Regions from separate parts of the Mus musculus genome. Here regions 2, 3, 4, 5, 6 and 7 are each linked to region 1. The links are chromatin contacts, called in public HiChIP or PLAC-seq and promoter capture Hi-C maps. All regions are on one chromosome and are shown on one strand. Each heading gives the region's core, a stretch centred on a gene start, on an enhancer-like site or on the middle of the called end of the contact. The rest is flanking DNA. Distances are from core to core; before and after follow the strand shown. Region 1 holds the start of Birc5 (baculoviral IAP repeat-containing 5). Region 2 has its middle 14 kb from the start of Mir6516. Region 3 holds the start of Engase (endo-beta-N-acetylglucosaminidase). Region 4 overlaps Septin9 (septin 9). Region 5 has its middle 17 kb from the start of Gm39478. Region 6 holds the start of Lgals3bp (lectin, galactoside-binding, soluble, 3 binding protein). Region 7 holds the start of Srsf2 (serine and arginine-rich splicing factor 2).

The links. Promoter capture Hi-C pulls out the DNA fragments that hold promoters and counts their contacts. HiChIP or PLAC-seq counts read pairs in DNA pulled down with a chosen protein or histone mark.
Region 2: a FOXA1 HiChIP or PLAC-seq map of pancreatic cancer cells shows a contact between it and region 1. The contact joins the enhancer-like site here to the promoter of Birc5 in region 1. A contact is called at or near these places in 8 of 115 datasets of contacts at active chromatin or transcription factors (T-cell acute lymphoblastic leukemia, embryonic basal ganglia, embryonic hindbrain and 5 more) and 1 of 9 other capture datasets (embryonic stem cells).
Region 3: a promoter capture Hi-C map of pre-B cells shows a contact between it and region 1, with 2.7 times the contacts expected there. The contact joins the promoter of Engase here to the promoter of Birc5 in region 1. A contact is called at or near these places in 6 of 39 promoter capture datasets (the 3T3-L1 cell line, hematopoietic stem and progenitor cells, liver and 2 more) and 2 of 115 datasets of contacts at active chromatin or transcription factors (large pre-B cells and microglia).
Region 4: a contact with region 1 is called in an H3K27ac HiChIP or PLAC-seq map of embryonic stem cells, with 5 times the contacts expected there. The contact joins the enhancer-like site here to the promoter of Birc5 in region 1. A contact is called at or near these places in 9 of 115 datasets of contacts at active chromatin or transcription factors (astrocytes, embryonic basal ganglia, embryonic forebrain and 6 more) and 1 of 9 other capture datasets (adipose tissue).
Region 5: a promoter capture Hi-C map of hippocampal neurons shows a contact between it and region 1, with 5 times the contacts expected there. The contact joins the enhancer-like site here to the promoter of Birc5 in region 1. A contact is called at or near these places in 1 of 39 promoter capture datasets (hippocampal neurons), 2 of 484 Hi-C or Micro-C datasets (Sertoli cells and ventricular fibroblasts) and 13 of 115 datasets of contacts at active chromatin or transcription factors (acute myeloid leukemia, craniofacial prominence, differentiating embryonic stem cells and 10 more).
Region 6: an H3K27ac HiChIP or PLAC-seq map of extraembryonic endoderm stem cells shows a contact between it and region 1, with 3 times the contacts expected there. The contact joins the promoter of Lgals3bp here to the promoter of Birc5 in region 1. A contact is called at or near these places in 8 of 39 promoter capture datasets (the 3T3-L1 cell line, the C10 cell line, the HPC-7 cell line and 4 more), 2 of 484 Hi-C or Micro-C datasets (CD4 T cells and neutrophils) and 3 of 115 datasets of contacts at active chromatin or transcription factors (extraembryonic endoderm stem cells, large pre-B cells and pancreatic cancer cells).
Region 7: a contact with region 1 is called in a promoter capture Hi-C map of liver, with 4 times the contacts expected there. The contact joins the promoter of Srsf2 here to the promoter of Birc5 in region 1. A contact is called at or near these places in 8 of 39 promoter capture datasets (the 3T3-L1 cell line, the C10 cell line, the HPC-7 cell line and 4 more), 1 of 484 Hi-C or Micro-C datasets (liver), 4 of 115 datasets of contacts at active chromatin or transcription factors (astrocytes, bone marrow-derived macrophages, embryonic forebrain and 1 more) and 2 of 9 other capture datasets (liver and macrophages).

The regions. Positions count from the first base shown.
Region 1 is chr11:117,847,504-117,850,794 of GRCm38.p6, forward strand. Birc5 (baculoviral IAP repeat-containing 5) reads left to right here and starts at 1,734. Exons shown (of 4, transcript NM_009689.2): 1 at 1,734-1,958; 2 at 2,251-2,360. The coding sequence starts at 1,848.
Region 2 is chr11:117,090,110-117,093,282 of GRCm38.p6, forward strand. No RefSeq gene overlaps it. Among named protein-coding and RNA genes, the nearest start is that of Mir6516, 14 kb to the left of the region's middle. Within about 2 kb of position 1,847, at least 123 of the 459 cell types and tissues checked have an H3K27ac peak or open chromatin away from gene starts, as enhancers often do. A contact at or near this core is called in T-cell acute lymphoblastic leukemia, embryonic stem cells, extraembryonic endoderm stem cells and 1 more, where this site is marked.
Region 3 is chr11:118,475,333-118,478,523 of GRCm38.p6, forward strand. It overlaps Engase (endo-beta-N-acetylglucosaminidase), which reads left to right and starts at 1,500. Exons shown (of 14, transcript NM_172573.3): 1 at 1,500-1,772. The coding sequence starts at 1,654.
Region 4 is chr11:117,283,880-117,287,149 of GRCm38.p6, forward strand. The region is part of intron 1 of Septin9 (septin 9); the gene reads left to right. Among named protein-coding and RNA genes, the nearest start is that of Septin9, 19 kb to the left of the region's middle. Within about 2 kb of position 1,307, at least 91 of the 459 cell types and tissues checked have an H3K27ac peak or open chromatin away from gene starts, as enhancers often do. A contact at or near this core is called in astrocytes, embryonic stem cells and stem cell-derived neural progenitor cells, where this site is marked.
Region 5 is chr11:117,247,824-117,251,006 of GRCm38.p6, forward strand. It overlaps a transcript of Septin9 not described here. Among named protein-coding and RNA genes, the nearest start is that of Gm39478, 17 kb to the right of the region's middle. Within about 2 kb of position 1,283, at least 81 of the 459 cell types and tissues checked have an H3K27ac peak or open chromatin away from gene starts, as enhancers often do. A contact at or near this core is called in embryonic forebrain, forebrain and hippocampal neurons, where this site is marked.
Region 6 is chr11:118,400,546-118,403,737 of GRCm38.p6, forward strand. It overlaps Lgals3bp (lectin, galactoside-binding, soluble, 3 binding protein), which reads right to left and starts at 1,414. Exons shown (of 6, transcript NM_011150.3): 1 at 1,241-1,414.
Region 7 is chr11:116,851,730-116,855,284 of GRCm38.p6, forward strand. It overlaps Srsf2 (serine and arginine-rich splicing factor 2), which reads right to left and starts at 1,365. Exons shown (of 3, transcript NM_011358.2): 1 at 839-1,365; 2 at 292-602. The coding sequence starts at 1,200. The coding sequence ends at 299. Mfsd11 (major facilitator superfamily domain containing 11) reads left to right here and starts at 2,271. Exons shown (of 13, transcript NM_178620.4): 1 at 2,271-2,444; 2 at 2,914-2,969. The coding sequence starts at 2,349.

The DNA.
Region 1 (3,291 bases), core at 484-2,983:
GCCACACTAGACCCTGACTAGGGTTTTTTCCTTTTGTTTTTGACTCCAGTTGGGCACGGTAACGACGACCTATTATTGTAGCACTAGGGAGTGTTGCTTGGTTTTTGCGCTACCACACTTCTGCTTCCCTTCCAACCTCCCAATGCTAGGAAAGAAAGGAGGTTAGAGGGGAAGGGGCGTAGACCTCTTTAGGCTACTTCCTGTTGATTTGGGATACTGGGCTCCTTGGGGCCTGTCCAGTCTTCTTCATCATTAGAATATCCAACTTCTTGTCTCTGCTTATGAATATTTGACAAACTGCAACAACAGTAACCAGGAGCAGCAGGTGGAGCAGCAGCAGGGTCGGGGAGCAGGAGCAGCAGCAAGCAGTGGGAGCACGGGGAACAGCAGGGGGAGGAGCAGCCTCTTCAGAGCACCCCTGTCTCTCTCAGGGCTCAAGGCATTTATACCCTCTAAAGACTTCCCAGAATTCCAAACAATAAACGCTCTCCTGAAGTTGGCAAAAATCACACCCTTGCGCAAGGCAAACCCTAATTATTTGCTGGGAAGCCACCTCTTACTCCACACCTGGGATTAAAACAAAAACACATTCATAAAACATAACTGGGCTTTTAGAGAAACTCAAATTCTCACTACAGGGAAGAGTCCTATCTGAACCGGGCCATGAGAGAGGAGAGGAAGAGATGAGAGAGGGAAGAGGACCAAGAGAGAAGTGGAAAGTTTCAGACCAAGGGAGCAAGCTGTAGAAATGGCTGGTCTATACAGGGAAGAGAAGCTCAAACGCTGGACTGGTGAGGTTTAGGATAGGGGCAGGGTGAGAAGAGCTGGGGGGAGCCACAGGAATTGATACTTGATCCATGTTTCTTCGGGACGTGACAAAACCCCTCTTGTTCCAGCTGCCTATGTGGTATGATCTGTTCTTCCTCACAATCTGTGAGGTGGCCTGGAGCTCATTGGAGGCCCACTGGCAGGAAGCCTACTGAGATTTATTGAAAAGGAAACCGAATTATCAGGGCACTCGTTTGCAACGCCAACCTGGGCTGTGTTCGGGGCATGCCCAGCCTGCTGTCTGCAGTGTGAAGCTCTTTAGAAGCCACTGCAACCACAGGCCGCCCGACAGGAACAGAGACACTGAAAACGGGCCCGCAGCAAGGCAGGCTCAGCAGCCAACAGTCACACCCAGGAAGCAGTATTTTTCTTCTGCTCCTGGACTCTCTTGCGGTGTATGGCTGCTTCCCTTTGGTCTGAGCCAGGCCGATGGTCTCAGAAATAGACACCCATTGACTTTCTTTTCCAGCGCTGGGACATACAGACCCCGCCTCCATCCCAGGGTGTCTATAGGAAGGATGGCGGCTGCTGCAGGGAGGAGGGTCTCCTGTCTTCCTAAGGGCGCCCCTCCACCAGCCTGTGGGTGGGTCCGAGGCACTTCCATTCCGATATCTAGCTGGCCAAATCCTGCAAACCTTGAGGCAGGAAGAACCTGCAGAGCACATGGGACTTGCAGCGGACATGCTTTAAAGAGGTGCCCCAGGCCCGTCCACCGCCCTCGGCCACCCTCCGTGTCCTCTGGGGAGCAGCTGCGGAAGATTCGAGTCAGAATAGCAAGAAGGAACCGCAGCAGAAGGTACAACTCCCAGCATGCCCTGCGCCCGCCACGCCCACAAGGCCAGGCGCAGATGGGCGTGGGGCGGGACTTTCCCGGCTCGCCTCGCGCCGTCCACTCCCAGAAGGCAGCGGGCGAGGGCGTGGGGCCGGGGCTCTCCCGGCATGCTCTGCGGCGCGCCTCCGCCCGCGCGATTTGAATCCTGCGTTTGAGTCGTCTTGGCGGAGGTTGTGGTGACGCCATCATGGGAGCTCCGGCGCTGCCCCAGATCTGGCAGCTGTACCTCAAGAACTACCGCATCGCCACCTTCAAGAACTGGCCCTTCCTGGAGGACTGCGCCTGCACCCCAGAGCGAGTGAGTCCCAGCTTCCAGCGACTCCACCCTGGGCCCGACGGTGCCTTAGTTGTGTGACCCGGGATCAGAACCCGCTATCCCCACCCTCGCTTCGTACTGTTAGCCAGGCTGCTTTGCTCTGCTCTGTCCTCCACGAGGCCACCCCCCCCCCCCGCTCTCCCCACCCTCTGCCTGAACCACTGTTAGCCTCCGGGCCTCTTCCCACTGTCCTCAGTTCTCGGCCCGGAACGATCTCTGGGAATCATGGGATAAGGTCAGACTGTTGATCCCGCTCACGAGCTGTCATTTTCAGATGGCGGAGGCTGGCTTCATCCACTGCCCTACCGAGAACGAGCCTGATTTGGCCCAGTGTTTTTTCTGCTTTAAGGAATTGGAAGGCTGGGAACCCGATGACAACCCGATGTAAGTCCCACAGGCTACTCTCGGTGGGTTTCCTGGTGTTCCCCTTCCATTGAGAGCCTTTTGGGTTGAACTGGAGTTGGGACAAACCATTTGTATTTAGTAGAAGAGCATGCTTCTTGCTCAAGTGTTCCAGTTATACAGCTCAGACTAGTCTTGAATTCTCAATTTCTGCCTTGGTTTCCTGAGTGTTGCCAACATGCATGGTTTTGCCTGAGGTTTTTTTGTTGTGTTTTGTTTTTGTTTTAAAACAGGGTTTGTCTGTGCAGCCTTGGCTGTCCTGGAACTCACTCTGTAGACCAGGCTGGCCTCGAACTCAGAAATCCGCCTGCCTCTGCCTCCCAAGTGCTGGGATTAAAGGCGTGCAGCACCACTGCCCAACCAAATTTTTAAATATGTTATTATTACTTAATTTATATTTCTATTTGTGTATGTTTGGATGTGGGTGTCATGGTGGATGTTGGTGTCAAGACAGCTTGGGGGGATAACTTCTCTCTTATTGTGTTGGTCCCTGGAATTGAGCTCAGGTGAGCAGGTTTGGCAGCAAGCATCCTCACCTGGGCCATTTCAGTGGCCCCTGTTTGGTTTCAGACCCCAGGAGTAGGAACTGAGGTGCTTATTCTACATATCAAAGCAGACCTGGACTCCAGGCTCTCCCAGCATCCCTCACTCCCTCCCTGGCATACTTTGCCCCCAACTCTGAACTTCCAGCCCAGGAACTGGGCAGCCCTTCCCCCCAGAGGCTCCACCCTATATAATCCAGGCATTTTGGACTTCTCTTCTTCTCTCTCTACATGTGTTCTTTCTCTCACCTTCCCATGGTGACTCCCCTGGCCTCAGTCCTTGAGCCCAGTGAATTCACCTGGGAGCAGCTTTCCAATAAACCTGCATTTCATAACATCTAATCTGGCTTGAATTGGTTCATTTAACCAGC
Region 2 (3,173 bases), core at 597-3,096, 760 kb before region 1:
ACCTACCCGCCCCCCCCCCAGCTCCTCAGCTAGGAAGTTCACCCCAGGCTGTGGTGACTGTCCTATGCACAGATGAGTCATTGGTACCCAGCTCAGTACCTAAGAGTACACCATAGTATTTATGAAGGAAAAGTGAACAGGGCGTGTGATGTTGGGCAGTCATTGGCCTTGCATGACCCCGTTCTTCTACAGCAAACAGAAAGGTTTAAGGAGGAAACGCTGCGAACTGTTGGGTGTTTAGTAGGCCTATGCTAAATTATGCTGGGTGAGAGGTGTGATTCAGTTGGTAGGTTATTTGTCTAGTAGGTACAGAGCCTGGTAAACTGCCCAGCCCCCAAAATAAATATGTGACATTTTCCATTCTATTTCCGTTACCTAATATCTCCCATTCTCCCAGATTTTACAAAACCTTTAGATTAATCACCATACATAAAGGATGTTGGCTCCTTTGTCCAGGAGAGAAAATTTCTCCCTCTCTATGCTACTTGTAAAAACAGGGTCTCAGTATGTAGCCCTGGCTGTCCTGCAACTCTCTATGCAGACCAGGCTGGCCTCGAACTCACAGAAATCCTCCTGCTTCCCAAGTGCTGAGATGAAAGGTGTGTTCCACCACACCCGGTTTGGCTTCTTCTACTCTCATTTTCAGTAACTGGGGACAGCAAACGGTACTGCCAGCGTGGGTTACAAGAGAAAGATGGTTTGTTTAAAGACTATTCAAGTGTACAGGAGTTCACAGAACACTGCAACTTGAAGTGACCAGAATCTAGGGCTTGTAGGCACCCTAGTGGTGGTGGTGGCACTTTAATTGACTGTGGGAGATATGTTCTTTTTGCAGAAAGTTTTTTTTTTAGGTGAATTGCTACCTTTTTAAACTTTTATTTATTATTAGCAGTGTGTGTGTGTGCGTGCGCGTGTGTGCGTGCGTGTGAGTGTTCCAGTGCAGACTTACGTGTGCCACTTTTGATCTATTCTCTTTCCACCTTGGGATGTGGTGCTTGAACTCTGGTTAGTCAGTCTCAGACCCCAAGACAAATGGTGGCTATTTAACAAATCAAATATGACCTGGCTTCAGGTTCTTCCAGTCCCTACGGTTACAGGGTAGGGCTGGCATACCCTCTACCCTGAACTCTCCAGCCCAGGGACTGGGCTGCTCTTGCTCAGACGCTCTTCCCTATAATCCAGACATGTTGGTTACCTGCCCTGTCCCTGTATCCCTGCGTGCCCCAGCTCAGTCTGGGCTCCCAGATGCCCCTGCCTCGGGCTATGCTCTCTCTTCTATCTACGATAAATCGTCATCTCCACCACACTTAGGGACAGTCATTTCCTTTTTTTATTTTTATTTTTATTTTTTTAATTTCTATTTTTCATTCAGGTGCCAGGCTCGCAGGGTGAGCCTCTGTTCACATGGAGCATCCCCCCTGCCCTGTTTAGGTCATTTCTTTTCCTCTAGGGATAAGTAACAGGAAATGAGGAGGCGGTACCCCAACTGAGAAATTCCAGAAAGGGCCTTAAGAAAGGCGCGTTCTTCTGCAAATAAGACAGGCAGTGAAGGAAGGGTGAGGTTGGTTGGTTTGTTTGTTTTGGGGTTTTGTTTGGTTTATTTTTCTTGTTAGGGATCCAACCCAAGACCTTATGTATGCTGAATTACACCCCCAGCCTTTGAAAAAAAAAATGTAATTTGGTTGAGAATCAAGAAAGCCACCTCCACTTCTGTTCCAAGTAAGGGGAGGGTCAGGATTCCAAACTCAGCGGATGCTCCGCAGTCCCGCCCATCGGCTCCTTGCTGTGTCCCACCCCTAACCTTCAGGAGAACACGACTGGGGCCAGCCCGATCCGGTCCACAGTTTCACTCTGCGTATAAGAGCAGTTAATGCGTGTGTCACCCGAGAACGTTCACATGTCACACGTCTCCCTAGGCATGTGATTTCTCTCAGAGTCGCTAATGCTGGAGAAAACCAGCTGCCGGTGGAGAGGCTAGTGTGCCTTGAGGGTCAGGGCGAAGAGTCTCGTTCACTCAACCGCGAATGCTGCCCACGTGGAGGGGGTCCTGGTTGGACCGCTCAGTCCTACAGCTTTCCTGAGGCCACCTCTCTTTCAGCTGTTCCTCTGTGGTGAGGACGCAGGCCGGGGGACAGTCGCCAGTGATCCAGCTCTAAGTGCCTGATTGACTGGAGGTCATGCCTGACTCTCAGGGGGAAAATGAGGAGTCTCATTTAACTGATTTTATTTGTTTTGTTTTGTGTTTTGAGACAAGGTCTGTCTTGGTAGCTCTAGCTGGCTTGAAAGTTGCTATGTAGACCAGGCTGACCACTAGTTCCCTAAGATCTCTGTACCTCTGCCTCTAGTGTTGAGATTAAATGGACGAGGTGCCACACCAGCATATTTGCATGACTTTAAAGGAAAGAAAAGTGTACAAACAGATAACAGATACATGCACATCCAACACACACACACACACACACACACACACACACACACACACACACACAATTTCTTCTTTAGATTTCTACTCTGTTTTTTGCTTGGTTAATGGAAGAAAGAGACTTAAAAAAAAAACAAAACAAAAAACCAACAACAAACAAACCCAAAGTGGAGAGAAACTGCAGTTCATCTATACGTAGAAAACACCACATCAGAGCACAGCCGAGGGAGAAAACTGAGGCTGTGAGAAGGTCACGACCTTCTCCCACTGAGGCTGTCTCACAGTCCTTGGGGCTTCACAGGCTGGGAGGGGCCAGGCCGTCTTGCTGACACAGCTTTTTCTCATGGGAGTTCTGTAGGGCGAGAGGCGCATTGCCAGCACCATCCCATCCGCTGCACCTGCAAGGGCCTTTGAACAGGGGACTTCATCTGCTGGCCACGTCATGACCTCTGAGTGTGACTCTGTGGGCTTGACATTTGCATTGTGGCTTATAGCTAACTCTGTTCTGTCACACCTCAGATGTACACCCCCAAACACAGCCCCCAGGGCCCCATGCCCCATTCAACATTCTCCTGTCTCCTGTCCAGCCAGTAAGTAGCAACTAAACATGTTTCTCTCTCTCTCTCTTTCTCTGTGTGTGTGTGTCTGTCTGTCTGTCTGTCATCTGTCTCTGTATCTGTCTTTGTCTCTGTGTCTCTCTGTCTTTCTCTCTCTGTATCTTTCTCTTTTTCTATCTCTGTCTGTCTCTGTG
Region 3 (3,191 bases), core at 250-2,749, 630 kb after region 1:
TCAGGTCATCAGACCCTAAACTGAGAATTCAACCAGTTCTTCTTTTCCACTCATGACCCTGTCCTAGATGCACAGGTCTTGGAGGGGGGGCACCTAGAGTACAGAGGCAGGGAGTTGGGAGGTGGAGGGACGATCTACACAGCTTTCAAGATAGTTGTGTTTGCTCCACAAGGCGTTATAGTAGATGACTGTGTTTGGGCTTGTGACCTGCTACCTTCTCTCTGTCGCAGCCCCACACAGAGCTTCCCTCCCCACCCTGGGTCAGTGGGAAGAGGTGTCCTGCCAACTGTGTCCCACAGATCAGAGTGTCCTGCTCCCCAGCGTCCCTTCCCTGGCCGACTGGCCAACAGGCAATGTAACCAGGGCCTATATTCAACCACCTTAGTCACCATCCCCACCCTTGGCGTTTATGGATGCTTGGGGCCTCATAAAGCTCAAAGCCTGTAAACAGTAATAAAGAGGCCCAGAGAACTTGGCTTGGGCAAGCTGCTGTGGGGCCAGAAGCTGCAAGCTGCAGAGGGGTATTGGGCTCAGGGAGGAGAAGCCATTTCCTCGTCTTCTGGCATTTCTGCTCACCGCTCTGAACACAGGACCATCAAGGTTACTGTGAATCTCTTCTGTGCCCAGGTACTGTGGGAGGTGCCCTCTGGCAGATGCAGCTTCCTGGACCCTGAATACTTGAGAGGATTTATTTCCTGCAGAACACAGGCTTAAGAGTAAGAAGAATGCATTCAGGGGAAAACTATCCATGCTCACCATGCTGACCACCCTACAGGACAGATGGAAACAGTCCCTCCAGGTCAGCAGCACTGCCCCCATCTCTCCACCTGCCTTTACTCCTAGGTTTCCCATCGTACCTGGCTATAGCATCCCATGGAGCCCTGCCTCAAGCTGGTTATAACACCTCTTTCTTTTGTTCATTAGTAAGAAAAGACAATCGTCAGCCTGTGTTGGTTATCCAATTCCAAACGGTCAGCCCTGAAAACATTTGCATACAAGTAACATTAAAGGGACCGAACAGGTTGTGTTTATATATACACACACGTAGATGACAAACATTAAAGAAGTAAAAATCATGAATTTGAGAGAGATTGGATGAGGTACACAGGAACTATTGGAGGGAGGAAAGGGAAGGGAAACATGTAATTATATTTTAATTTCTTAAAAAAAGCAGAATATTACAGGTGCCTGTAATATTAGATCCCATCCAGGAATCCAGGGATCCAAGGAGCCAGGGACCCAGGGAAGCTAGGCCACCAGTCTCTGTGGCCCAGTTCCAGGGCTCATTGCTAACGTGTACCGACTTGGTTGTCGCTGGCAGATTGTTTCATTCGTCTGGAAAGAAAACTTCGTGGCTAACTCTAAATAACACTTTTTTGGGTCTCAGAACCTTGGGCTCAGGATCCACGCAGCCCCGCCTTTCTCCTAGACCCCGCCCATCAGGTCCCGCCCCGTCTCTCCGGTTATTTAACTCAGGCTCTACACCCGCCGCTTGCAGAACGTGGACAGATCCTAGCCGGAACTCGGTGCGAGCCAACCGCGGCGCTGCACACTCACCATTGGCTGAGAGCTGCGGCAGGGGCAGGCCCAGGCTTGCGATTGGCTGTTGGAGCAGTGTCTGGAGGGCTTAGCGGTCGGCAGTCGCTGACAGTCATGGAGACCTCGTCGGTGCTGACCCGGGGAGCTGCAAGGCAGCGGAGCCCCGCGGCCCCGGAGAAGCAGGCGCGGGACCAGACGGAGCGGAGGCCGGGGCGGCGGAGGCAGGGGCGGAGGTGCGCACGGCTGGGCTGAGCTCCAGGTCTGGGCTTGGGGTGGCCATGCTGCCTGTCGTGCAGCGCGACACTGTCTGTCGCTTGCGGACAAACCTACGTCCCTCCATCCTTCTATCCCCGGTCGCAGACGGGCCACCCGAGCAAGTTAGCAGCTCCCTTGTTCCTAACCTATGACGGACCCTGTCCCAGCCCATCGGGATCTCGTTCTGGCAGTCTGGCGCCAAGGCTACTGCACCTTCCTTTGGCCCTATAGATTAGGCAATCCCGAACATGGATGGCTTTCTGTTCGTGTAATATTTGAACTGAATCTTTAGGGACGAGGACTGTACTAGGTGGATCAGAATGAGCAAAGGCACAAAGGCAAAGAAGTGGACAGACATACCCCCCTGGTCCAGGGTTGTAACCCCGTGGTCGGTGGGACACTGGGAAAGGTATCAGCACAAACTTGATGTGTCCTGCTTCGTTTTTAAACCCACAGCAGTGAGACAGATGGGCTATTCAGACTTTAGGATGGTTGCTGACCGACGGGAAAGGTATTTGTGGGTAGAAGCCATCCTAAGAGGTCCTTTTCCTTCTTACTGGAGGGACATTCAGGTGACAGGTGGGCATGGGCAGACGGGATGACTTTGAGTTCCTTTGGGTGCAGCTGAAGGATAAAGGAGTCAGCCAGGGGGGCGCCATCTGGAAGAGGAGTATTTGGTGGTGAGATTTCAAAGGCGGGTGTTTTGCATGGCCTGATGACACAGGCCTTTAATTCCAACTCCTTGATGGGGTGAGGCAAGAGGATCACAAGTTTGAGGCCCCAACCTGGTGTAGTGAGGCCACATCGCAAAAATTAAAATGGAAGGTCTTGAGAGAGATTCATGGCAGAGCACTTGCCTAGGATGTAGGAAGTTCTGGGTTTGAGCCCCTAGCACCACAAGAAAAAGATGACGTCTCCATTTTAGCCTGCTACTGTCTGGCCATCCCCGCAGTTCCAAAGGCTCCTCAGTTTACTTACAGAGGGACAGTGTGATTGATGGCAGAACCTGAGGAGGGAGCTCAAGTCATTCCTGATGGCCTCAGGCCCTGGGGGCTTTTAAGGATGCCAGCTTGGATAACTGTGTACCTAAATGGCTACTATAGTGTCACCTCACTACTCTTTAAAGGATACTTTGAAACATATTAACAAATGAACAGTTTCTGATTTTGCTGTACTCAGACTTTGCAACTTCATGAAGCCAATGTAGTTATTCCTTGTATTATTCAGTTGCTGAAGATGGGGGGGGGGAAGGGGGCGGTGATTTTGCTGGTACTCGAAGACCATATCCCTTGGCCAGAGAAGGCCTGTGGTTCTAGGAAGTGTTTAACTTGGGGGTTTCACCTGTTGGGTGGGGCTGTCATTGGCGTCTGTCCAAGCACGAGCAGGCCTTAGTTGCT
Region 4 (3,270 bases), core at 57-2,556, 560 kb before region 1:
GATCTGAGGAAGTGCAGCAGGGGGGGGGGCTCTCTCCTGAGGTGTCAGCCCCTGCTTTCTCACTTTCCTTCCTAGACTCCTGGTGGGCTTGAGGTGTCCCGCTGACACTGTCCTAGGAGGAAGAACTTCCTGTCTTCATTTGGACTTGGCCTGGCTTTGTTGTTAAATAACCTCCTGGTTGTTGGTCGGGATGGCTGTTTACAGAAGTCCGGTACAGGCTCCACTCACTGGGACTAATTTTAAGTTCTTCCTTTGGGATTGTTCTGCTTCCTGAAGGGACATCCCTCCCCATGTCACCCATCTGTATCCTCCTCCTGTCCTAAGCCTGCTCCCCACCCCCACCTACTGCCCTACCCCACCCCCCAGCAGTCCAGGCCTCCAAAAGTAGCTCCTGAGACAGGGACCCAAGGGGAGATGGTCACTAGGGTCCCCGTGTTGGGATAGGACAGAGGGGACAAGGACATGAAAGGCAACAGAGTCCAGTGTGTCCTGAGGAGCCCCGAGGACGGCAAACTGGTCCCCAGAGAAGTCCTGCCTAGGAATGCTCAGAGAGCTGCAGTGTTGATATTCCAGTTTGGGGAGGGCTAGGATGTGGCTTCTTTCTGGTCCCAGGCAGAGGCAGAGCCAGGCTACCTAAGATGAAGTAAAGCCCTGCAGGGTGCATGAGCCTCCCTGGGAGAGGTGGGCCACCTGTGGAGACACTCAACAGAAGGTTGATTAGACAACCACAGTGTTGGATCCCCTCCACTGTCATCACATGTGTGGTCGCCCCCATGCCACCACACCACCGTCACACACAATGAGGTTTGGCGGTCCAGGATACAGACACTCACTGTCACCCCAGCACTGTTTGGTTTGCGTCTACAGCTGCCAACCTTGAATGAGGCTCACAGACTGGCCTCATGCCCCGAGGTCAGCTAGGGAAGGCCTGGGACCCTTGCTCTACATTTCCAGTCTCTGCAGGGTGGGAGTTGCTGCCTCCAGTTTGGGCTGAGTAGGAGGCGAAGGCCTGGCAGCCAGACCCAGCTCTGCCAAGGCCAAGGCTTTGCCCGCTGCCCTGCCCCACTCTTTCCCAGAGTAAGGATCTGGGCCTAAGGCCCAGTTCTCAAAGGAGCCTGAGAGCAGGGCAGGACAGTTGCGGTGGGGGAGCCCTCTGGTTCACTGCCCACCAGCTCCTCTCGATACAGGTGCATGGTTACCGATGGGTGGAGCGCTTTCCTCTGTGACACCATCTGTCCTGTGTGTGCCTTGAGTGGTGGACTCTGCCTTCCACGTGGCTGGCGTATGCTGCAGCTCCTGGGGAGAAGTCTGACCTGGGTAACTCAGAGCCTGAGTTCCATGCTGTTCCCTCCTGTGGGGCTGTGCACCGTGCTGTGTTGGCCTCGGACTTTCCACTTCCTTGCAGGATAGTGGTCTCAGGCCGGGCCAGGGCTGTGCAGCTTTTCCCTGGTCTCCCCTCCCAGAGCAGGCCCAGCACAATCTGTGCACCAGGAAGTGTTCGATCCGGTTTCAGGAGCCGGGAGAGGTTCAGAGGTTCCCAAAGCCTGCAGTCAGAGCAGGAGTCTTAACAATGGCTCCTTGTGCTTGCTACATTCCTCCTTAAACAGGCCCAGACCAAGGCTGCTCGGGCTTGGGCCCCCCACGGGTTCTGGGGGAAGGAGGGTTTACAGCTGGAAGGAGGCTGCTGGCCTTTTTGTGTCTAGCGGCTGAGGCAAGGTGCTGGAGGGACAAGGAGAGCATGACTTGTGCTTTGGAAAGGAGTGAGCTGGGAGGTGCGTGTTCTCTTGCAAAGTCCTCCGGGAACCACCAGAGCTTCCCTAGCAAGGCGCGGCTTTGATAGCGTCACCCACGTGACGTCACACATGGGGGCCTGTGTTCCTCTTAATTGTGTCCCTTATTTCTCTTTTGAGACAGGTTCTCTCACTGAACCTGGAGTTTGCCGGTTCAGCTAGACTGGCTGGCCAAAGGCTCCATCCTCCTGTGTCTGCACACCAGTACTAGAGTTAGAGATGCCGGCCACCACACCTGGCTTTCACACGGTTTCTGGGGATTATAACTTGAGTCCTCATGCATACCAAGCAAGAGCTTTCCCCTGCTGGGCTGGGGGCCGGATGGGAGAACTCACCTTCTCACTCGTGCTATGCTTGAGGCAACGGCTCTCACTCTCATCTTCTCAGTCTAGGGTCCTGGAAGTCTTAGTGACCCACATTGGTCACCGATGCATTAGGCCGGGTCAGGAGGAGTTGATTGAAGAGCATCCACTGCCATCCATCTAAAGAGTCATTCCTGAGAGGCGCAAGTGCCCGTGTGCCAGCAAACTGTGCTTGTGCCCATGATGAGCAGTTAGGACCCTGTGTGTGCGGCTTGTATCCTGCTATCTTTACTAAATGTTCTCAGCATTTCTCATCTTCCACAATGTGATTCCTATTTATGAGACTCTGGCCTGTAAATCCGAACCGTTTTCAGAGTTTGCCATGTTCCTGCGGATATAGATGCCCTCCTACATAAATCTTCTGATTATTTCCTTGGGATGCAAATCCCAGAAGTGGGCCAGGAGCACAAGATTCCTCAAGAGCCTTTGTTTCCAGTTAGGAGGGTGGAGGCTGAGGGGCTCAGAGAAGTAAGTGAGACTTGAGTCTGGCTTGGGTAGGGGTGGGTCAGTCCTCCATGGCATTTTGGATTAAAAAATAAAGGGGGGCAGAGTGATAGCCCCCTGCTGTAAAGGCTGGTGGCACTGTTTTAGCTCCCAGGGGCGATGTGGAGACTTATATGTTCGGTATGTAATAGACCATGGTTTGGGGTGCTCACTGGGGACCTGTGCCAGGCTGCCATGTCTACCTAGCCAGTCACTAGGATCTGATGTGTAGTCGAGTCAGAGTCTCCGACAGATGCCCTCGATTGAACAGCAGTGTGGCACATTGTCCCATCCCATTGGGGTCCATAGAGGATGTGATGACCTCACACCACTCCGAGTCCTGCATCTCCTGCATCTCCTGTATCTCCTGCCTCTCCTGCATCTGTCCCAGGCTGCTATATTGCAGCATTGGTGACAGGGTAGACACATCCATTCTCTCTCAGTTCTGGAGTTTAAATTCTAGGTGTCAGTAAAGCTGCCCTCTATCCAGACACCCTAAAGGGGAGGCTACTTCCTGCCAGCCCCAGCTGTGGCCGGAGACACTCAGATGGCCTCTGGCTTCTAGCTCTCTGGTAATCTTACACATTTCTCATTCAAGGACACTGCTTGGTGTCCGTCCCAAATCAGAAGTATTC
Region 5 (3,183 bases), core at 33-2,532, 600 kb before region 1:
GCTGATTAAGACATCAGGATCATCCTGTGAACGTTCTGAGGACAGAGCCTGAAAGGAAGGTGTAGGCAGAGCTGGCTGCTCTGGGAGGACCTGAGGGATGCACCTTGGGGTAGTGGCCAGGAATTCTTGGCATTTCTTGACTGTGGCTGTATTACTCCTGTTTCTGTTCTGTTTCATCTGGCTTTCTCCATCTGTCTGTCTGTCTGTCTGTCTGTCTGTCTGTCTGTCTCTGTCTCTTTCTCTCTCTGTGTCTATGTGGAGCATATATGTATCTGTATGTGGCCAAGTATGTTTGTGTGTCTGTGTCTAAGTTACCCTCTGCCTTCTCTGGTTGTTGGGTCAGGCCCTCCCAGTCTAGCACACCCTCATTTTAACTCCATGCTAGCCACAGATATCCTACTTCCAAATGAGCTCACAGCCACAGGTACCAGGGGCTCAAACCTGAACTTGTGGTACGGGGTCACAGTCTGACCTTTTATAGAGGCTCAGTCCTAAGAGAGGATGTGTTGGGTTGATTGGGGCCCAGGAAGGACCCACTGTGGCCACAGAGCTTGGGAGAGTGTCTGTCAGGGTCATGGGATGCTGAAGGAAATGAAGCGTTATAGTCACTATAGCCACAGGCTTGGAGGACTGTCAGGTAGAGGGTGAGCCTTTGAGCTCCCCCAAATACCAAAGCAACCCTAGAAACTTGGAATGTTCTGGAAAGTGTGAAAACCGTGATTTTTCTCTCCATTTTCACTTACCATCAATGACTAGCATGTCTCATGAAGTAGTGAGTTGCTGGTGTCTTGGAGTTGCAAGGAAGGGCGATGTGGCTGCTGTGGATGGCTGAGAAGATGGGACCTTAGAGCAGCTGCTGATACAATGAGCCTCCTAGCTTAGAAGAGTTTGAATTACCAAGTGTCCGTGAACTGAAGGCTCCATATGCAGTGGGGCTCACTGCCAGGCCCCTCACGGGTCATCAGGTCCTAGTGTTGAGTCACCTAGTGCCCCTGTATTGGGAGGTCTGCATGCAGTGAGTGCTCCCTGCCAGGTCCTGAATCAGGCTCTGTCCTGTTATCTATCGCTCCTGCCTTTTCCTTTCAACTGCATGGGTGACAGGAAGTGTGCTGTCCTGGTTTCCATGGAGACAGAACCTCAGCTCCATTCAGTCTGAGGCCAGCTTTGGAAATTAAATACCTGACAGTTTCTGGGAAAGTGTGAGCAGATGGTTTAATGTGCGTAAGAGCACAGATATGCGTGTGACTTAGGCGTGCACATACGCACGTGCACGCAGTCATGAGCCTGGAGACGGAGCTGTTCAGGCTGAGGTCTCCCGAGCCCTGGGCCGATACTGTTCTCAGTGCTTAACAGATATTAACAGAGCTTCCTTTCATAATGAACCTTTGAAGGAGATAGTGTCCATCTGATTTTATAGAAGAGAAAACAAAGGCCCCCTAAGGGGCCAAAGGACTTGTCTTAAGGCCTGCCAGTCATTTTTTTCTCTCATGGCACAGTTGCTATCTTCTGTCTGGTGTGAAGCTGAGGCATCAAAGAAGGTTCTAGTAACCTCAGCCCTTTGTTTTGGGCTCAGCATCTAAAAAGTTAGCTTCTCCGAAGCTTCTGCTGGGCTCGCGGCCCCTTTCCAGCTGAATGATCCCGTATGTGGAGGTTGGGTTCACGCCCAGCCTCTCCAGCCTGGCTGCTGTCACACCATGCTGTTCATGGCCTATGCGCTAGCTTGGGAGGTGCACCTCTCTGTAGCTGTCAGGGAAGGAAGTGACCCTTGTGCAGGCCGTTTCTCCTCCCTGGATGTCTTAGGAAGAGCAGGCGAAGGGCTTACTGGCTCTGGCTGCCTTTTCTATGCCCCTCACCACGGGTGGACAAACCATTGATGATGGGTCACGTCTGCTGCAGCAAAGGGCCAGTGTCTGCTTGTTACACAGTCATCAGGGACGTTGATCCTGACCCTTTGTGCCACCGACCTTCTCAACCCCGACTGTGCCCTTCCAGTGGCATCTCACTGAACGTGGGCACTGGGCTAAAGGGAGGTGGTGTTTGAAGATCTGGAACCACGTGCTGGCTGCACAAGCTAACAGTGACCACGGTTCCCTCCCTGATCTGACCTCCAAACACTGGGTTCTTACCGTGATACAAGGACAGGACGGGATCAAGATGGTGTTTTGTGGCTTAACTTAATGTAATTAAAATTGTCTTGAGACAAGGTTTCTGTAAGTACAGGCTGGACTAGAAGTCTTGACAGCTCTCCTGCCCTTGCACGCCGGGATTACAGAGATAAGGCACCGTGCTCGTCTTAAGACCAACCAACTTTATCTGCTTATCTACCTCCCTTCCTCGCTCTTTTCCTTTCCTCCGCTCTCCCCACCCCCTTCGCCCTCTCTTAGTCTCACATAGGCCAGGATGGCCTTGACCTCCCATGTAGCTAAGGATGACACTAAACTTCTGATCCTCCTGCCTCCTCCCGGGTGCTGGGGTTAGAGGTATGCGCCGTCATATCCAGTTTATGCAATTCTGAGGGTTGAGCCCAGAGTTCCATGTATGTTAGGCAAGCCCTCTACCAACTGAGTTGCATCCCCAGGCCTCAAGGTGGTTTCCGAGTTAGTAATCTGCATAACTGGTCATGCTTTGCCCTTTGTAGTTGCTCAGTAAAACACCGAGTGACTGACTCTGGGCTTCCCCAAGAATCCAAAGAGCTGAAGGCTTTGGCCAATCTGCCTGACTATACCCTATGGTCCAGTGTGTCCAGTGTGCCCCTTTGGGTGTCTGACCATGAGGACAGGAGTCCTCTGTCCCTCCCTGGACACTGACTCCATGTGGCATCAGGAACAGCTGGAGATGACCAGCATCCTCTGCCGTCAGGCTGGGCGCCAAATTCCCTGGCATGCTGTGTCGGTGATTGTCAGCCACATGTGTGGAGCGCCATGTGCAGAGGGTCCGGACACTTATCCCTCCCCCGTGGGCGGTCCTGGGGTCTTCCTTCAGCACACTGGCCAACACTTGCTGGTCCTGACTGCTGCAGTGTTCATCTGTGCCGCACAGCTGTATACAAAGACCTCAAGAAGGGATCCGAATCTGTGTGTCCCGTGGGGAGACCCTTGACCCCACCCCACACAGAAAGGACTTTGTGTGTAAAATACTGGGGTCAGGCTAAGCAGGCCTGGGAGGGCAGAAAAGTATCCTTTC
Region 6 (3,192 bases), core at 164-2,663, 550 kb after region 1:
ACCAGGATTGGCCCCTCCCCAGCCCTCTCCCACCGACCAACCCCCACCCCAGACATTCTGCACCAGAGCAGCACGAGCAAGCCCTCAGGGGGCCAGGGCACTTGTAGCCATCTTGGCAGGGGTGAAGAGATCCTAGGATAGGCTTTGGCTATCCGACTGCGGAAGCAACAGCAGAACTGGAACTCCCCGGGAGTCTCACGCTGAAAGGAGAAGGCTGTTGCCTGGTGATAGCCAGAGAGGAAGCCTGTCTCCAGGAAATAACAGCTCACTCTGGGATTTACAGCCCAGGCAAGCCAGTTAGCTATGTATACCTCTATGTAAACCTCATGTTAATATCCCCTAATAGACTCTGGGCCATTAATGGGGGAGGCCACTGGATTCCTCTTAGTGTGGCCACATTAAATAAATCTCCTTTTTCGGCTTTTCACTGTTATGTTTTTAATTGGACCATGGAGGATGGGTGGCTGAGTCTGGCTATCAGGGGAGCTTTCTGGGCATAAGCTCTGACCGTTGAGTCCTATAACACACTGATGGGTGGGACTTGGCCCTTAGTTCTGTGCACCCCACCCCCACCCCCCAACTGGTTCCCACCAGACTTCTGCATCTAGTCAAGCACAGACCCAGAACAATATACAACTCACAAAGTTCCCACATCCCTAATGAGAGCCGAAGCTAGAGAGCCAACTGACTCCAGATGACACAGCCAGTGAGCACAGGTTAGGGTCTGCCCAGGGGTGGCCTCCTTCTACCACAAGGACCCTGGTGGAGGTGGAGGGAGCCAGAGAGTCCCACATCCGTGTGGCAAGGCATTACCCCAGTTTTATCCCAAGAAGGCCTGGGCTCTGGGAAACCTGAGTCCCAGGCAAACTGCACTGGGTGCCCACTCCCTGCATTTACTATAAACTGTGGTCGTAGGTTTGTCCATGCTGGGTCAGGCGCTCTAGGCCTTGGGAACATTGCAGTGTATGTGGATGTTGCTGTCCACTGGATGACAGAGGCTGTTTCTGCCCTACTCCTTTGTGTGGGAAGATGGGACAAGCCTGCCTATGCTGGCTCATTCAGTACCACTGAGTAGGTAGGTTTAGTCCTGGGAGAGAATCTACAGACCCAGGAGGGGGCCGGGGATAAACTCTAACCCACTCACCCCTTCAGCTGTTCATTCAGTGGACATCCTGCCCAACTGTATTGGCTCCTGTGCTCTGGCCTGCCAGAAATCATGCTGTGTAGAGTGGAGACTCACCTGGGAGCAAGAGAGGGACTCAACTGTCCCTCAGGCAGCGAGGCAGTGGCTGAAGGCAGTCCTGGAGCCTCCTTCCTGGCTGCAACTGGAAGCCTTCTGTAGACTGTTCAGCAGAGAAAAGCTCCACCATGTGGCTTTCCTCAGCCTCGTCCCAGGAAATGCTTTGTAAACCTCACCTAGTTTCGATTTTCAGAAAACACATGACAGAGGCTGCTTCTGGGGTTGGCTGTCAGCAAGGCTAATAGCCTTCTGCTTGCTGCTCTGTGGGGCAGAGGGCAGGCACCCAAGCGCCCTGTGCTGAGCTGATATACTGAGCTGATGAAACAAATATAAGTCCAGGCTAGCCAGGCAGGCACCCTGTGGGGCAGCTTGGGGGATGGTTGGAGCAAATACATCTCCAGGCTGGCCAGGCAGGCATCCTGGCGAAGGAGAGTGGAAAGATACAGAAAGAGGGCCTAGGAGCAGCAGCTCGGGTCAGACCGTGTCTGTGAATGTGGATGTGGGCTGGACTATCCTTTCCTGGACCTGGGAATGCTGGCTGCCCTTAGCTTATGCACAAACCTACCATGCGCAGAGCGAAGGTATGTGGGCCACAGAGTGGTCCTGAGAGACAAGAATAGCGATATAAAGGCTAAAAGCAGAAAGCAGGGCTGGGGGCTAGAGTGGCTTGGTGGTTAAGAGCACCACCTGCTCTTATGGGAGGCCTGAGTTCAACTCCCAGCACCCATGTTGGTTGGCTCAGAATAGCCTGTAACTGGCTTCAGGGGCTCAGACTCTGTAGGCACCCACACCCAAGTGTGCTCATGCATGCACACATATAATTTTAAAAATTAAATCTTAAAAGGTTTCTACAATACCTTTTTTTTTAAAGTAGGGCTAATTGGGCATGGTGGAACACACCTTTAGCTGGAAGGCAGAGGCAGGTGGATCTTTGTGAGTTAGAAACTAGTCTGGTTTACATAGTGAGTCCTAGGTTAGTCAGGGCTACACAGAGAAAGCCTGCCTCAAAGGAAAAAAACAAAAACAGAAACAAAACCGAAACAAAATCCTAAAACAACAACAACAACAACAAAACTACCACCACCAAAACTGCTTCAGCGGGTAAAGGGACTTGCAGTAACCAATCCTGATGCTATGAATTTGACCCCTGGGACTCACTGTAAGAGAAAACTGACTCCTGTACGCTGTCTTGATCTACACAAGTGTACCGTGGCATGTATGTACATGCATGTAGACACACACAGTAAATAAATGTAAAAATATATATATATAATTCAAAGAGGCCTAGGGAGATGGCTCAGTAGTTATGAACACGTGCTGCTCTTGCAAAGGACCCAGGTTCCATTTGAAACACCCACATGGCTGTTCACAGTCACCCATAATGCCATTTCTAAAGGATATAATGCCCTCTCCTGATTTCCATGGTCACCAGGCACACACGTGGTACACATACATGCATGCAGACAAAAGTTCCAAACATGTAAGATACACTAAAATTACAAAGGCAAATTTCCCCAGACTTATGATGTTTAGACAGTGGCCTAATTCCCAGCAGCTCCCTGCAGCTCCCCTGGCACCAGCACTGTAAGGTTTCCTACCTCAAGACACCCAACTGTCCTCTTGAACACTATTCAAAAGGTCTGACACAAATGGCCCAGGAGGCAAAGCCAGGTGACTCAGAATTGGTATAAAATCACCCTGTTCCTTTTCAGGTGTATGGTTCAGGAATTCACCGGCTGGGTTTCTGTCCTTGGTGTCTACTTTTTTTTTTTTTTTTTACACCAGTTCTGGTCTGGCAAATCCTTTTATCCTGTGCCTTGAGTTCTTTGTCCTAGGTATGACAACAGAGAGGAAGGCTCCAAGGCCCTGGAGACCAAACCCAGGCAATAGCTGGTAAGCAGATACACTGGCTCCCATACACGCCTGACTTGGTAATGCAATCTCCCAACGGC
Region 7 (3,555 bases), core at 115-2,614, 1.0 Mb before region 1:
TTGATAAAACAGGAGACCGCAGCTTTAAAGGGGGAAAATGCAGACGTTGGATAAAAACAGCAAGAAATAGTCATTTTCATTAATAGGTCTCAAACAGCATGAAACAGCCATTACTATCTAAGCTTTACACAATCCTCTCTGCAGACCCCTCTTCAGCATCACTCCCAAAGCTGAGTAACTTCAGAGCAGTAGTACTCTTAACACCAGGAGTCTTTATGCTAACAAGGCTCAAAAAACCTACTCCATACCCCACGGGAGTTAGGGCGTGTCTCAGATTCCCGCAGACATTACCATTTTCTTAGGAAGAAACTGCTCCCTCTTCTTCTGGAGACTTGGGTGGGCTCTTGGACCGCGACCTAGACTTGGACTCTCGCTTCGACACGGGCGGAGGGCTTCTCGATCGCGACCTGGACCTTGACCTCGAGCGGGATCTGGAGACGGAGGAGGACTTGGACTTGGATCTTCGGGCAGATCTGGACTTGGAGGTTGATCTGGAGCGCGAGCGAGTGCGGGACCGAGACTTGGAGCGGCTGTAGCGGGAGCGGCTTCGCGACCTGGACCGACTCCGGCTTCGAGATCGGCTGCGCCGGCGTCGCCGAGGGCTGCGAGTGGGACGTGAACGAAGCGACAGGGTGAGCTTGCAGGCCGCCGGTCCCGCCCCGCCCGCCCCGCCGCCATTATCTGGCTGCCAGGCGCCATTTCCCTTGCCGCGAGGCGGGGTCTCGCACGGAGTGGCCCGGCCCTGCTGCCACCCCGGCCGCGAGGGAGGGGCTGGCTCCACGTGCTCCGCGTACCTTTGTGCCCGTCCGCCTCCCGCTCCGCCCCGGGCCCCGCTCACCTGCGGCTCCGCCGCCCGTAGCCGCCGCCGCCGTACCGACGGGGTGGCGGGCCCCGGCGGCTGTGGTGCGAGTCGGGCGGGCGGCCGTAGCGCGCCATCTGCACCCGCAGCTCGCGGCCGTCGAGCACCGCCCCGTCCATGGCGTCCATGGCGTCTTCGGCGTCGCGCTTGTCGTGGAACCGGACGAAGGCGAAGCCCCGGGACTCCTTGGTGTAGCGGTCCCGCGGAATGTACACGTCGCCGACGCGCCCGTATTTCTCGAAGACGCGCCTCAGGGTGTCGGGCGAGGTGCGGTAGGTCAGGTTGTCCACCTTGAGGGAGGTCATGCCCTCCACATCGGGAGGCGGGCGGCCGTAGCTCATGGCTGCGAAGCGGCGCCGAGACCCTAACGCCCCGGACAGGCCCTCGCTCTCCGGAAACGCAGCTCCGTCAGGCGCTCGGTAGCTACAGTCCTCGTGGGTAGGGAGGGAGCCGCAAGGCCGCCGCAGAGCACCCGAACCTGACGGACGCCTGAGCAGCAACTAAGCGAGCGGGCGGGCCCCAGCGCGCATTTATACCCACCCTTACAAAATGGCGCCCGCGCCACCCGGAAATGAATCTCCTGATTGGCCCATTCGGCCGTGTTGCGTAACGTCGCCGCCGCGCGCCCCGCCCCTCCCAGGTGCGCCTGCGCACCGCGCGGCGGGCGGGCGGAAAGCGCGCAGTCACTGCGGTGGGGCGGGGGAGCAGCCAGAGAAGGCAGTTAGAAAGCCCGCCAAATGCTCTACCGTGGGTGCGTCCGCGAGAGCGCGGGGAAGGGGAAGAACGAGGCTCTATGGAGGGAGAAAGAGGAAGCGCGCCCCACCAGAGCCCCGCCCCTTCCCCACGCCAATGCCCGGGCTCCACGCGCCGTTCCGCCCAGCCTTCAGTCCCGCCTGTCAGAGCCGGTTCTTGCGCTCTCTTTTGCCTCTCTGTGTCCCGGGGCCACCTCACGTTCCCCTCTCCCGCCGCTCCTGACTGAGGCTCGCTGCCTTGGTTTCACTTCTCGGGGCCTTTGCTCTCTACGAAGGGACGGGTAGTGTAGACCTAAAGTACGCGCTAGCCACAGCGTGCGGCCGTACCCTCCCCTCCCCCCACGGGGCGCCGGGACTACATTTCCCGGCGGGCGCTGCGACCAGACTCTGGTCAGCTGACCGGTCTCGTGATCTGCTGTGAGTCAGGCCGGGAGGGCGGGCCCCAGCAGCTGCTACTGCTCGTCCTTGCCCCGGATCCCGTTCCCTGCAACTGGAGTTGCGGCGGGTAGACCCCGGGTCTCCTCTGCACTCGGTCGCGTCCCCGGAGGGTCCCGACTGTACCGGTGGGGAGAGATTTCCCTTAAACCCACGATTCCCATCCCAAGATTGGAAATCGGCAGTCTGGCTTCGTGGTTCTCTCATCTGGTTTCTTCCCTCAGGGCTGTCAGGGGGTTCGACTGGAGGAGAAGAGGTGACTGTCCTGGGCCGCTGCTGGCCTCTGAGCAAGCGGAGCCAAAATGTCCCCGGAGTCTAAAAAGCTTTTCAACATCGTTATTTTAGGAGTTGCCTTTATGTTTATGTTCACCGCCTTTCAGACTTGTGGAAATGTGGCGGTGAGTTGGAATCTGTACTCCTTCCTTTGAATGCCCGTCTGAATGCATTCCAGCTGTGACAATAAACGTTTATGTCCGCTACCACGCCAAGATTGCACCTCCTGTTTTTCAGCCTACCCTTTCTCGTTTTCTTAATTTTGTGTATCAGATATTTCGCGTTTACGTGGTGTTAAACACTTTCGTTTAATACTCAGATGCGGCTTGCAATTTGAGTATGGACCATAGTTACTTTAATTTTTGTGAATGTTAAACTCTGTATTTAGTGCTTGGGTGGCTTGTGGGTACAGTTGATTATCTGTTTCCCCATCTCGAGTATATCTTCTGCGGCAATTGAGTCGGTTTTTTTCTCCTCTCATGGTGGGCTTGGGTGAGAGGTGTGGATCATAACATTTTTTTTGAGTATTTAGACTTTCCTGCGGGGAGGGAGATGGCAAGACATTTTTGTTGATTAGTTTTATCTTCCACACAGCAAACTGTCATCAGGAGCTTAAATAGCACAGATTTTCATGGCAGTGGATATACCAGGTATTGTACTGTGTGCATGACTTTATTTTGCATGTCATAGTTCCATCCATCTCAGGAAAACCAGCAATAACATGTTGTAACTGAAGAGTAGCCATGATTGTGTCAAATCTGTCTCTCTTTTTCTGAGGTTTGAGCCACCCAGGTAGATCAGTAGATACAGACCCATACCTCCCAGAGTACGTGGATTAATCCTCAGAACCTACGTGGTGGAAGAAGAGAACCAGCTCCTGCAGGTTTTCATGTGTCTTCCACGCAGGAGAACACTCTCCTACCATACAAACATAAATTTTAAAATGTAGTAATAAAGTTACAGAGCAGGCATGGGGGTGCATGCCGTGAATCCCAAAATAAATAAGCGTGATGGTAAATTCTTTTACGATGATGACTAAAGGTCTTCTGTAGAATTAGGAGGCTTTGGGATTGAAAGCCTGGCTTCAGAACTGGGATGCTTTGCTACGTTCAGCAAGTTAGCTCTGTGACCCCAGGTTCTTTACTAAGATCATGGCTATGCAGGCAGTATAGTGCTTCTGGCTCAATATGCATGCAAGTCTTGTCAAAATCATGTTCTAATCCTGAACAGTGCTGT